Regions from separate parts of the Gossypium hirsutum genome. Here region 1 is linked to region 2. The links are chromatin contacts, called in public Hi-C maps. All regions are on one chromosome and are shown on one strand. The core of a region is the stretch at or near the end of the contact, and the rest is flanking DNA. Distances in the headings are between cores, read along the strand shown. Region 1 has its middle 10 kb from the start of LOC107942987. Region 2 has its middle 8.3 kb from the start of LOC107942989.

Region 1 (7,424 bases), core at 1,516-4,015, 36 kb before region 2:
GAAATCAAATATTTAAAATATTTGTATTAAAATCAAATTAAATTGAAGTAATAAAAATTCTTTGACATATCTTTTTAACTATCAATTAATATTGAATAATAAATCTAATATTTGAATATATAATACATAAATTGATAAGAAAATAAATTAAATAATATTAAATATTTAATTTTTTTATTATATATTCAATGATTATATATACATACACCAATGATCTTATCTAGCTTTTTGACAAGTGAACAATCTTGAATGATTGACATAATTATTTTGATTTTAAATTTCCAATTTTTTTTTATAAAAAATAGGTGGTTGCTAAGTCGCCACAAAGGATAGTAACAAAACAAAAAGAAAAACAAGTAAATATTTGTATAGTTCAGACTTAAAATATATTTGTAAGGTCTTACTTAAAGAAGAATTTAATACTAAATTTTCGATAACGGTTGTAGTTTTAGTCTTATACATTTTACATGAACTCTCCCCATTCAAACAACTTTTCCTATTAAATGTTTCTACAACTCTTAACAAGACAAGGCTTTCCTATTGAAAGTTTTTAAATCTCATATGATAAAATAGTTTACTCTTTAGAATTTTCACATGTTAATGTTATTAGATGATAATGTAAAAAAAAAAGAAGACAAAAAATAAAAGAAAAGAAAAAGTGAGGTGTCAGCAAATGAGATAAGTGTAACGAACAATGTAATTCTATATATAAGTTGTGAAATTGTTAAAGTTGCCATTCAAATATTCACTTAGTTACAAATGAAGTAACTTACTAAAAATTATAACAGGAGAGATGGACTCAAAGTTTAGTTACACAATTCAAAAACTTCCTATTAGATTTTGTCTAAAGAGTAATCTACTATAAATCAACAAGTGCAAGAAGTGATTTAAGTTCAACTTACTTACCAAGTTCCAGTCTCACTCCTATTAGAAAAGAACTGTCTTTTCTGTATACTTTCCCCGATTCCGTTGCTATCGAGGGCTTTACGCAATTGATCGGATCATATAGATATCCTTTGAACATAACACAGGTCGTCGAAAGGATCTCGAAAACTCACCAAAAAGTTATGGAACTAATAATGTTTGCATTAGGAGTAAATAAAGTAGCTAGCTATCATTCTTAAGTTGCATTGAGGTAATTCTTATACAAGTTTGATGTTTTACTGCTATGTAACCTAATTGCCTAATTTAGTCCAAGGGCCGTCTTTTCTTTTGCATGTTATGTGCGATTTAGTCCAAGGGTCGTCTTTTCTTTTGCATGTTATGTGTGTTTGCTTGAAGACAAGCAAAGAATTAAGTGTAAGGGAATTGATCGACCACAAATTGATGTGGCAAATTAAGCTCTTCCGACGCATTTAAGGAGCTTTTTCTTGAGCAAAATAGCGTCTTTAGCATAGTTTTTTGTTATTTTTAGATTTTGAGTTAATAAGTGAAAATGTCTCATTTTTGCCCATATTGTGACCCAAATTGGCCAATAGTGCCATTGGGAGGCCTAACGTGTGATTGAGTGATGTAAGGACCTGTCGGAGGTGGAAAACGAGCGAGAATGACACCCAAGGGATGGGTATCGTGATTCCTCTGACAGTATTGAGTGATGTTAGCTATTGCTCAATCGTCATCTCCTTTGGGTTCAATCCTTGGATAACTCTGATGTTCTATTGTAACACTATAAATATTATAACTGACATGTACACTTGCAGTAAAATTAGGTTTTAAAAATTATTTTATAAATTCATTGTTTTATCGCATATACGAGATGCCGGTCAGATCCCATTCCACAAGACTTGCATAGAAGAACCCGTAATGGCAGACATAATACCATTTCGAAAGAAATCAGGTATACCCGCAGCTTTCAACGAGGTATCAATAAACTCCCAACTGACTCTATCGTAAGCCTTCTCAAGATCAATTTTAATTGCCATCCACTTCCTATGCTTTTGCTTACATCTCATGGAGTAGATCACTTCTTGTGCAAAAATGACATTACCTGTGATGTTCCTTCCTTCTATAAACCCCGCTTACTCCGGAGCAATGATCTTTAGAAATACAACTCTGAAGCGATTTGCTATCAGCTTCATAACTAATTTGTAAAGAACCGTACATAAATTGATTGGCCTGAAATGGGCAAAACTCACAGGGCTAATGCCATTTGGAATAAGGACAATTAAAGTATTATCCAAATACGGGTCAATAGCTTGTCTATCAAAAACATTTTCAATTCATTCACACACAACATCCCCAACCAAATTCCACTAGGTCTGAAACCAAAAAGCACGAAACACGTCAATCTTAGGCGTCTTTAGCGGAGACGTATCAAATAAAACTATCTTGATTTCATCATTTGAAACTGCCTTGCCCAAAAAAAGAATATCACTAGAATCAAGTCTTGGAAAATTATTAGATGGCAAATCTCTCATTCTATTAGGATGTTCCTCATATAATTTTTGAAAGAATTTGTTCACCTCCTATTGTAAAACTATTTCTTCATAGAGCCACTCACCCTCCCTCAATTTTAAGGGTCGAGATCTGATTATGCTTCCTTCTCTTTAAAGTGCTCCAGTGAAAAAAGGTGGTATTACAGTTCCCCAAACTCAACCAATTACACGTAGCTTTCTATTTTAACAATAATTCCTCATAATGAAGAACTCATTCCAGCTCATCTCGTACTTTCATTTCTAATTGAACTAAACTGTCAGAACTTGTGCTTTCCATCTCCTTTTGAATACATGAAAGCTTTCTCAAAAGATTTTTTTTACGAACGCCAATTTGACCATAGACAAACTTATTCCAAGATTTTATACTTGAGGTAAAATAAGCAATAGAGTCAGCCATATTCCCATAAATTTTCCAATTATCTTTAACAAAATCAGCAAACCTCGGATGGTGAACCTAACCTTCCAAGAATCAAAAGGGTCTACCTTTGGGCAAGTTACCCTCTGGTTTTAAAAAGAGAAGTAGATGCGTGTGATAGTTTTAATCTCAGTAGATGGGTAACTGTGCAATTAGGAAAAGTATTAACCATCGCGTCATTTCCAATTTTTCTATCAAGACATTCAGAGACCCCTTATCTATGCCAAGTAAAGGATGGTCTTTCGAATCCCAAGTCTTCAAACTCAGTAGACTCCATTAATTCACCAAAAATGGGACACCTTCTCCTATATCGTCTACCACGTATTTTATCATTTAAGGATAATAACGCATTAAAGTCTTCGATTATATATATACACATTAATTATCTTATATAGCTTTTTGACAAGTGAACAATTAAATTTCCAACTTTTTTTAAATGGGTGGTTGCTAAGTTGTCATAAAGGATAGCAACAAAATAAAAACAAAAACAAAAGCAAATAAATATTTATATAGTTTAGACTTAAAATACATTTGTGAGGTCTTACTTAACAAAGAATTTAATATTAAATTTTCAGTAACTATTGCAATTTTAGTCTTATACATTTTACATGAACTTTCCCCATTCAAACAACTTTTCTTATTAAGGATTTCTACAACTCTTAACAAGATAAGACTTTCCTATTGAAAGTTTTTAAATCTCATATGATAAAATAGTTTACTTTTTAGAATTTTCACATGTTAATGTTATTGGACGATAATGTAAAAAAATGACAAAAAAGAAAAGAAAAGAAAAGAAAAGAAAAAGCAAGGTGTCAACAAATGAGATAAGTGTAACGAACTATGTAATTTTATATATAAGTTGTGAAATCGTTAAAGTTGCCATTCAAATTTTCACTTAGTTACAAATGAAGTAACTTACTAATAATTATAAAATGAGATATGGACTCAAAGTTTAGTTACACAATTCAAACACTTCCTATTAGATTTTGTAACACCCCCTACCCGTATCCGTCGCCGGAATAGGATACGAGGTATTATCAGATTTTACTGAATAAATTTTTTTTCTCAATATAACCCGTTTATAAATATCTACTCTTCCCTAAAATTTTAAAACCGAGACCAATCCAACCCAACCAATCCATTTCAAAATATTTTCAAGATAGATTTACCGTATTCTTAAGATAATCTTATCACATACCAAAATAAAAATTTGTTAGCCATATTAATGGCTAACCATACATTCATTCCACATTAACATCTACTTTACTAGCTTATACATGCCATTGATTTCCAAAATAAAGTTTCTTTATGTACCGAGATCTTGAGGTTGATAGTGTGATGTGTTTCTGACCAAATCCGACCTCCGAGCTCTTAACTCTACAAACAGGGGAAAAAGAAACAGGGTAAGCACTTTGTGCTTAGTAAGCTCATGTAACAAGAATTATACTTACCTAATATTTTTTTTATAGAATGCAATAAACATTCATACATCCATTCAATACATTATTCCCCTATCATGCACAAACCCAACATTCAAATTAGTCCAATAATTTCCACATGTCAATAATATATATCATGATTGATGAGCTCATCAATTCCATGATTTCCATTTCCATGTTATTTTTCCATATTTATCCCGTTGAACTACTTGGAATTTCGATGGATTTTCAGGGGTACACCTAAGAGTACAAATTCCGGGCCCGTCAATTCATATTCATGTGCGCACATTTCCATTTCAGAGAGCACACTCCCGCGAACCTCATCCTTACAGCGGGATTACCAGTCCAGGCTAAATCCCCTGTAATATAAACTCCTAGAGTATTGTCGGGATTACCAGTCCAGGCTAAATCCCCTGCAACGACAATTACTCTAATGAGCTTGGATCTGAATTACCAGTCCAGGCTAAATTCAGACCTTAATTCGGATTACCCGTCCGGGCTAAATCCATTTTCCACATATTCTTCGGGAGGGCTATATCAGAATAGGATCACCCGTCCGGGCTAGATCCTTTTTACTGTCAATTCCTTTTCAGAGATCCATTGAATTTTCCTTTCATTCAACCGAGATTTATTTCCTCTTTTCATCAAGAATATCAATACTTCATCAATTATCATACAATAAACATCCAAATCATATTCACATCAATAACAAACATTTCGAGCATTTAGGAATATAATTCAAGTTACACGAACTTACCTCGATACTTGTTCGTAAACAAAAAATCTACTAATCCCGAACTTTTTCTTTTCCTCGATCTAGCTTCGTATTTGAACTTTCTGGATTTGGTGCAAAAATTATGAAAAACCAGCTTGAAGAAACCCTTAGGACATTTTTGGCTGATGAGAGTGCAGAAAATATGAAGAGAATTCTAGATATTCCACTTTAGTCCTAACTTTTAAAGCAAATTTTTGCAATATTCCAATTTTACCCTTAATTCTTCAATTCTCCTGATTTTTCTCAGCTATTGCCGCCCAAAATATCTCATTTTAGGGTTATTTGCAATTTATGTCCCTCCTCATTTAACAATTGAGCTATTTAATCTTCTAGTAACTTTTACACCTTTTTCAATTTAGTCCTTTTTACTTAATTGACTACCCAAACATTAAAATTTTCTAACGAAATTTTAATACCATTTTACTAACACTTCATAAATATTTATAAAAATATTTTTGACTTGATTTTACGAGATCGAGGTCTCGATACCTTATTTTTACCCAATTTCTTCAATACTTTCTTTTTCTAACTAACCACTAAATCGGTAAAATTTTTCTATCAATATTTTCATACGATTTTCCTATCATACCAATATTCATGCAAAAATATTAAAATAAATTTCTCTTTAAATCAGATTTGTGGTTACGAAACCACTATTTCGATAGCCTTGAATTTGGGCCATTACAACTCTCCCCCTTAAGGATTTTCGTCCTCGAAAATCTTACCAGTAAAGAGGTTCGGGTATTGTTTCCTCATTGCCTCCTCCGGTTCCCATGTCGCTTCCTCTATCCCGTGCTTTTGCCATAATACTTTCACCAAATTTATCTTTTTATTTCTAAGCTCATTTGTTTCCCGTGCCAATATCTTGACCGGTTCTTCATTGTAAGTCATATCCGGCTAAATTTTCACTTCTGTCGGAGAAATAACATGTGAAGGATCTGATCGATACCGTCGTAGCATAGATACATGAAAAACATTATGAATTTTATCGAGTTCCGGTGGTAATGCCAATCGATAAGCGACCGGTCCAATTCTTTCTATGATTTCATATAAATCTTGGACTCAATTTACCCTTTCGACTGAATTGGAGAACTTTCTTCCAAGGAGACACTTCTAAGAATACCTTATCACCCACTTGAAATTCAATCTCTTTTCGTTTAAGATCAGCATATGACTCCTGACGATCGGAAGCTGCTTTTAGACTATCTCGAATCACCTTGACTTTTTCTTCTGTTTCCTGAACCAAATCAACCCCATGTATCTTCTTTTCATTGAGCTCTGTCTAATATAACGGTGTTCTACAATTTCTACCATACAAAGCTTCATACGGAGCCATTTTAATACTGAACTGATAACTGTTATTGTAAGCAAATTCAATCAAAGGTAGATACCTCTCCCAATTACGTTCAAACTCTAATATACAACATCGGATCATATCTTCCAATATTTGAATTACACACTCAGATTGGCCATCTATCTGAGGATGAAATGCAATGCTGAAATACAACTGAGTACCCAAGGCTTCTTGCAATTTGTCCCAGAAACGAGATGTAAATCGGGGATATCTATATGATATAATAGAGATTGGCACTCCATGTAGCTTGACAATCTCAGATATATACAGTTCAGCCAATTTATCTAGAGAATAATCCATACGTACCGGGATAAAATGTGCTGATTTTGTTAATCGATCAACAATCACCCAAATGGTATCTTTCTTCTTCGGTGACAATGGTAATCCGGACACAAAATCCATAGTAATTCTTTCCCACTTCCATTCTGGTATAGTGATTGGCTGAAGTAACCCCGAAGGTACCTGATGTTCAGCTTTGACCTGTTGACATATCAGACATCTTGATACAAACTCAGAAATATCGCGTTTCATACCTGGCCACCAGTATATCTTCTTCAAATCATTATACATTTTATTACCTCCCGGATGTACAAACATAATGCCACTGTGTGCCTCGTGTAAAATCTTCTATACAAGCTCTGAATTCTTCGGTACACATACTCTACCTCTGAATAATAAACAACCATTAATCCTAATCTGAAATTTTGAATCATTACTTGACTCACATTGTACCCGTTTAGCCTGTAGCTTCTCATCATTTTTCTGAGTTTCATATATTTGTTGTAGAAATGTCAGTTTAACTCTCAACTCAGCTACGACTGAACCGTCATCAACCAAAGACAATTGGGCATTCATAGCTCGCAAAACAAACAGAGATTTTCGACTCAGAGCATCAGCTACAACATTAGCCTTACTCGGATGGTAATCAATAACCAAATCATAGTCTTTTATCAATTCAAGCCACCTACGCTGTCTCAAATTCAAATCTTTCTGTGTCATCAGATAT
Region 2 (7,383 bases), core at 1,427-3,926:
TAAAACAAAAAAAAATCATGAAAACAATAATAATAATAATAACAACACTTTTTTTTTTGCATATCCAGGTCGGGCTTGGGCCAAAAAAGCCTTACCCAAGGCTTAACTTATTTTTTAAATGGACTTTATTTTTTATCTAAACTCATTTTTCGAGGTTATAGTTTTACGCAAACCCTCCCAAACAGGTCTAGTGTCACAGTATCATTTCTAAACTTTATTCAATATAATACCATATTTTGTATTTGTATAATATTTGAGGCTCCCTTTAATTGAGCAGTGAAATTGACTCGTGGCAATAAAATTGAGTATCGTAATAATGAAATTAAAATCATATAATTATATTTTAATATTTTTTATATTTGTATCAAATTTAAAATTTTCTTTAACTGAATGATGAAATTGATTCCAAAGAGATTTTCATGGTCGACATTAAGAGGACTCTCAACCCTTCACTCTTCAAAAAGATAAAATGAAAGTCTCAAGACTTTTGAACATAAACTTTTTGGATTGATGCATGAATTTCATAGTTAGTACAAAACATGCTCAATAGCCTACGATAGAAGATTGGATAGAGTATGAATCACCTTTTTTGTTTTTTTAAAATTATATTATTAGACAAATCAATCCATTGTCTTTTCAATTGGCTAATTAAGCTAATTGTGACTTGCTTTTCAAACAAAGGTCAAACTTGTATGTTCGCCAAGTTCTACCGACAATAACTTACATAATCAACTCATTATTATGTTAGCATCTAAAATTCACGTGAATTATTAAACTTGAGTCATTTTCTACTATTCAATTCAATTTTATTTTGATTAGTATGTGTATTATTGTCAATGCAGAAGGACGTGAGTTCGAGTGCGCTGAAATACATTATCTTTCTATTTATGGGTTAGGGAGGGGTTATGAGTAGTTCTAAATATTGTGTAAAAAAGAGCCTATATGATCAGAACCTATAATAATATTGTTCAGAAAAAAATTGAATCTTATTTCATTGATTTTTGGCTATAATATTAGTTTTTATATATTTGTAAAATTGTAATTGGATGAAGTGACCATTCATAATAAAAATGGAAATAAATATCAAAAGTCTTTTTACATAATTTGAAAAAAAATTTATATCTACAAGATCTTATCTAAAAAGTTAATTCACCATGTTGAACGAGCACAATCTTACTTACTCATCAAGTAGCAATATCACCCTGATACTCGAATTAGATAACTTGCTTTAAACTTTCCTGCTAAAAACTTAGATCTTTCTTGGATCAAACTCCTTAAAGATCTAAACATCGATTTTAAGAATCCTGAATTATACTGAAAGTCTTCAATTTGATCATTGCTTAGTTTGATTCTGGCATGTTTAACCATCACTTATGGGCTATGAACGAACTTCAACAATTAAAGGTACAAACAATTTAGGTAAAAATATGTCAGCCAAGATAAGTTTTATCGTACTCCTAGCTATTCCTCAAGTTACAACTAGTGTTGTAGTTAGTAGATAAAATTGAAACTAGCAATATTAAATTCGATGCTTAATATGATATTAGGGCGTAAGTGTTATTCTATTTTTATTGCACGTTATTGGTCTTTTTTTGTTAACTTTTTTATGGGATAGGTTTTCTTATTTTGTTGAAATATGCTCTAAGTTCGTGTGTTGTTCACACTTTTAGAATTTAGTTCCCTACTTTTGTTTCAAGAAATTTAATTGTTTTACTTTTCAAATTTAAAAATGTAAGTCCAATTGTTAACTTTATTCGAATTCTCTTGTTAAATTCATGTTCATTACAACGCCTTTTTTTGTTACATATGGTTACCAAATTAGTATTATTTTATTTCAAAATGTCACGCCATCGAATTTAACATAAGAGTTTTAAAGTCGTTAACAATTGAATCTGAATTTTGAAAGATGAAAAGTAAAAGAACTAAATTCTTGAAAATAAAAGTAGAGAGACGAAATTTTAAATATACAAAAAATACAGGGACTTAAGACCTATTTTAACCTTTCTATTTCTACATACAAGTGAAAAAACCTTCCGTTTACACTTGTTCTAATGTATTGTTCTAATTGATGTTGAAACACAAGTCGGGATAGAACAATTTGGACGAAACAATTTTAAGGTACAGTAAAGAAATAAGCAAATTAGGGAGAGAATTAATATACAATATTTGTTAATGCAATTCTGATTCATCAATCTTACTTTGTAGAGTTTCGCTCAGAGAATGATTTTGCTGAATTTATTAGATACTTGAGCTCAATTTACCCTCTCACAATGTATAATTGTTGTCCCAAAGTCGAACTCAAATGGTTACAAATCACTTTCCAAAAACTTGTTTACAAAAGACACTCCACAATCTGTTGACAGATGTGACTAAGCTGCCTATTTATATGTTGTTTCAAGAGTCTCTCCAACAGTATTTTGATAAGTTTAAATCTCTAATTTAAAATTAAAATTATCTCATGAATTATCTCGAGTAATTATCTCATAAAAACTTTCATTATCTAGCTTCCCGCACATCCACCAAATACTCTTATAAAATAAGGATAAGGATCAACGTAGCATCTCAAACATTTCAAAACTCTCTATCTCTTTCTTCAAGCTACATGAGTAGATGATGATGATGCATGAATAGCTTCTTCATTTGCTACATAACAATGTTAAAACACATAAATTTAAAGGTCAAATATGCCAACACAACATCTTTGACCGCATTAAACTAATTTGTTTGAACTGCTTTTCGAACATGAAACGGGACAAGGTAATCAAAGTTTCTAACAATACGTATTGAGAATTGTTATATCAGTGATATCTCACATCTTCGTAAACACACTGAAATTTTTGTTCATAGTTTTAGTTTGGTTAAATTTTTTATTAGTCCCTATACTTTACAAAAAATTATGAATTTAGTCATTGTACTTTAATTTGATCATTTTTAGTCCCTATATTAATTGTTAAATTCATTCAATTAAGTATTGCTATTTTCAAAGTATGATGCAAAAAACATATTATCATATGTGTAATGCCATGTCAATTTGTTACTTCCACATATTACCCACTAAAAATCCAATTAATGGGTTAAAGACAGTCTTTTGCACCAAGACTGAAATCTCAAATTTTGAAAAGTATAGGAACTTGGAATGACACAACTACAGAATATTGACTAAATCTATAACTATACACTGTATAGGTCTAGTAATTGAATTTAACTGAACAATTTTAACTATTGTTGTTTGGGTCAAGATTAAAATTTCAAAATTCAAAAAAGTATAAGGGCTAAAATTGACAAATTCAAAAAATACATAAATTGAAATTGATCAAATTAAATTGACCAATCCAAAAAGTACATAAATTGAAATTGATCAAATTAAAGTATAGGGACTAATATCAGAATTTAACCTTTTAGTTTCTCTTGAAAATGATGAGAACCAAACACATGAAAAAAGTAATTGTAATTTGTGGATTCTAAGATGACGACTCCTTTTTCTTTGAAAGACGTGAAGTTTGGATTTCTTTGTCTCCAAGAATGGGATTATCTTAAAACATAAAAATGTTTGTTTATTTGCAAGTTGAGACATAAATTAAATAATATTCCAGGTGGGTTTGAATAGACAATTGGTTGCGGGTGCAGTGCATTTAGCTTATTTTTTGTCTCACGTTACAATATTGCTACAGTATTTAATCTCACTGTCACTGTTATTTTTGCACTAACTACAAGTAAATGCACCACCCATCCAAACCCACCCTCCATTCACTTTTACTTTCACAGTCTCGGATTCCTCAATTTATTACATTATCTATTTGATTTGGATTTTTATTATTTCAACTTAGGGTATAACTGAACACCCCAAATATTGGTAAGCTCGAGCTTGAGTTTGACTAGAAATTTAGAGCTCGATTGAATATTTACTTTTAAGCTTGAGACATAAATGAGTTGCTTGAGTTTGGGATCGATTAAGCTCGTTTATCAATTTTTGTACTGAAGTTCGAACTTAAATAGTTGAACTTGATTAAACTCATGTATTCAAACTTGAGCTCGACTCGAGGATTAAGCTTATAGTTAGTAATGTAATTTAATTATATAAAATATTTAAAATATATAATCAAAATGAAAAGCTCAATAAAATTGATTAGTTATTTGAGTCAGCAGGTATTACTAAATTCGAGTTTTGCTTGATCGATAGCTCTAGCTATTCAAGCTCGAGTATTTATCAAATAATTATTACTAACTTCACTCATGAAACTAAAAATATCCATTATTATCGTATCAAATAATTATTTTTTTAATACTTATTTTTATTTATTTATTGCTGTATAACCCTATTTATAAAATTTAAAATTTTCAGTATCAAACAATTTTCCTCTTTTTCTTTTAATTTTTTTTCTGTAAATGTTTATTTTATAGAACTTAAATATGTGTTTATATTGTCTTGAAATATCAAATATTAATTCCATCCATAAAGAAATATCATATTAATTCTTCTCTATTTGGGTTTGAAAGTTGAAACCCAATTCATGAAAACAGCTCCAAGGTTCGGCTTGTAATTAAATTAGCCCAATCCTATTAGTCATAAAACATGCGTTTGAATTCAACCAGTTGTCGGTATTGTATACTGTTTCAATCTTAAACCGGTATCAAGTAGTTTATGTTTCCTTCTGATCAAAATTTTAATGTGTTTCGACTCGTTTCAATTAATATTGACTTATACCGAGCTAATGGTTGAACCAGTTCAACCACCTGCCTAATTAGCCTACTATTTTTTTTTTGAAAAATAAGGAAATTGAAAAAATCAAGAACTACACCAATCAAAGCAAATGAAATGATGATAAAAGTTGGAATTGAAAATGTATAAATCGAAAGGCTAGATAGAAGGGAATGTATAAATTTGAAAATGTATAACACTTACTGAGGGAAGGACTACTCCCCAAAGATTTTTGAAAAATTTCTCAACTGGTTAGTATTGTTTCAATTGCTTAAAAAGACGTCATTGGCATGTTAATAGAGTGAAAGTCGCATGTTCATAGAGTGGAAGTGTTTCATTACGCATAGTCATTCACTTAGAAATATCGTATTTACATTTAATGAAATATTAACTCATGCCATATAGCATATGACATTTTTGGGTAAGATAATACCTCTTGAGTTAAATGGAAACAACATGGACCTATTGAGAGATGTATTAACTTTTGGCTAATAATTCCTTACAAATATTTTTCAATGGAGTTGACCTCTCATCAACAATAGACTTTAATCCTTAAAACTCCTATGGACTTGATTTTGGGCCTTTGGTGCATTTGCTGAACCATTTGCCTCATGTTTTATTTTAATAATTTATAACATTTTTTTATTTATAACAAAAACAATCATAATTATGAATCACATTTTTTGTTAAATTAGTTTTTTTATAACAAAATATTGTCTAAACTTTTAAGTAAAATTATAGTTTTTTTTAAGAAAAAGTACATAATTAACTCACGTAAGATTAATTCTATCCACCAACAACAAATCGAGCACCGAAATTGGTGGTTCTTCAAAGGAGATTAGTCCCACGTCACCATTAAATACACATTTTGTCATTTGATTTGCAACTTCGTTTTGAGATCTTGAGATATGACGAAAACAGACTTTCCATTTCGATTTAGTAACAAATGGATAAGTCGTAGTTCTACCATTCTACTACTAGCAGCTCCACCGACTAGAATAGTTTTTCACTAGAAGCGCATTGTTACACTCTACATCAATTTGTCTAAAACCCTTATCCCAAGTTATGCGCAGTCCTTCTAACACTGCTCTTGCCTCAATTCTAAAGATTGAATCCTTACCAACTACCATTGAATATCCAAATAACCAATTTGCATAAGAGTCCCTAAACACTCCTTGGATATAAGTGTTAGAGACATTCGGTGGCTCTGTTCTATCCGTATTAAGTTTAATCCATCCTTTAAATAAATTTATTAAATAATTTTCACACGAAAAAATCTATTAATTATATTTTATTAAATGAAAATAACTTTCAATGAGTGGAATTAAAGATATCAATTTAATAAACTATTAAGTTCCATAATTAAATATTCTACATTTCCATTATTAATTTGGAACAACATAAACTTATAAATTGATTACTTGAATTTAATAACTCATGATAAATTAATCAATTTAATTTGACAACTCATATTGATTTAGTTTAAAATTATTAGATTTATAAGCTTCATAATTAATCATGTGAAATAATATAAAATAAAATATGCATAAAAGCAATAATGCATGCATTGATGCACTTACTATAGATATTTTAATTTAATTAATTCGATTCCCACTTTCTTTATTTAATGAAAATTCACGATATGAATTTTATAGGTTTATAACAATTATAACTTTATAATAGTAAGTTGTTATAGGTATATAACAACCGTCTCTCTATAATATGTAAAACCTTAACAATGAAGGTTGACAGTAATAATTATTTGATCCAATATTAATTATTTGTTTTAATTAAACAATAAAAAAATAAAGTTCTAGTTAATTTTACTATTACTCTCCCGACAACGGTGCTAAAAATTTAGTATTTAACAATGAAGATAATAAAACAATAATTTTCAATAAGTTCAATTGTCTTAACCATATACTATATACAATAACTTTAAAAATGGGCAGATTAGTTTTTAAACATTAGTTTAAAAAGCATATTGGTCTTTTCTGTTAAAAAATTTATTTATTTGTACTGTTAAAAATTGGTATGACTGACACAATATTCTAACAGGGATATATGGCATGCCACATGTATATCATGCTAACATACAAGGATCGATTTTTAATAGAATGACCAGTTTATTTTTTGATTTAACATATAGAGATTAATTTACTCATTTTTTAGAAGAGGGGTAAAATGTCAGGCTATTAATATAAAGGCCTCTATAATACTTTAATTTACAAAAATATTAAGATATATATGTCAAGTTATCATATGCCTTTAGAGTTTTGAATAAGCCAAAAAAAAAAAATCTTCTATTCTAAAAGTAAAAGAACTAGAAATGATGAAATTATAACAAAGAAAACTCGTATAAAATAATAATAATAATAGAGAAACTAAATCCGCCAAATAGTATAGGGACCTTTTTATAAAAGTTGACCTATTTTAAATAAAAAAAATTATACCAACAAAAACACCCACTTTTAATTTGATCATTTTTAGTCTTTATAATTTTTATAATTTAAAATTACAGTCCTCACCAAATGATAATTGTTAAATCCATTCAATTAAGTTTTGCTATTTTCAAAATATGATGCAAAAAACATATTATCACATGTGTAATGTCATGTCAATTTGTTATTTCCATATATTACTAACTAAAAATCCAATTAATGGGCTAACGATAATATTTTGTG

Evidence for each region. A called contact is a pair of places that touch in the nucleus more often than the background predicts.
Region 1: a contact with region 2 is called in a Hi-C map of seedling, with 2.4 times the contacts expected there. The contact joins two enhancer-like sites. A contact is called at or near these places in 19 of 34 Hi-C or Micro-C datasets (anther, callus, cotyledon and 5 more).

What each region holds. Positions count from the first base shown.
Region 1 is chrD04:53,868,097-53,875,520 of Gossypium_hirsutum_v2.1, reverse strand. No RefSeq gene overlaps it. Among protein-coding and RNA genes, the nearest start is that of LOC107942987, 10 kb to the right of the region's middle. Within about 2 kb of position 2,765, at least 3 of the 9 cell types and tissues checked have an H3K27ac peak or open chromatin away from gene starts, as enhancers often do. A contact at or near this core is called in cotyledon, where this site is marked.
Region 2 is chrD04:53,832,519-53,839,901 of Gossypium_hirsutum_v2.1, reverse strand. No RefSeq gene overlaps it. Among protein-coding and RNA genes, the nearest start is that of LOC107942989, 8.3 kb to the right of the region's middle. Within about 2 kb of position 2,676, at least 1 of the 9 cell types and tissues checked has an H3K27ac peak or open chromatin away from gene starts, as enhancers often do. A contact at or near this core is called in cotyledon, where this site is marked.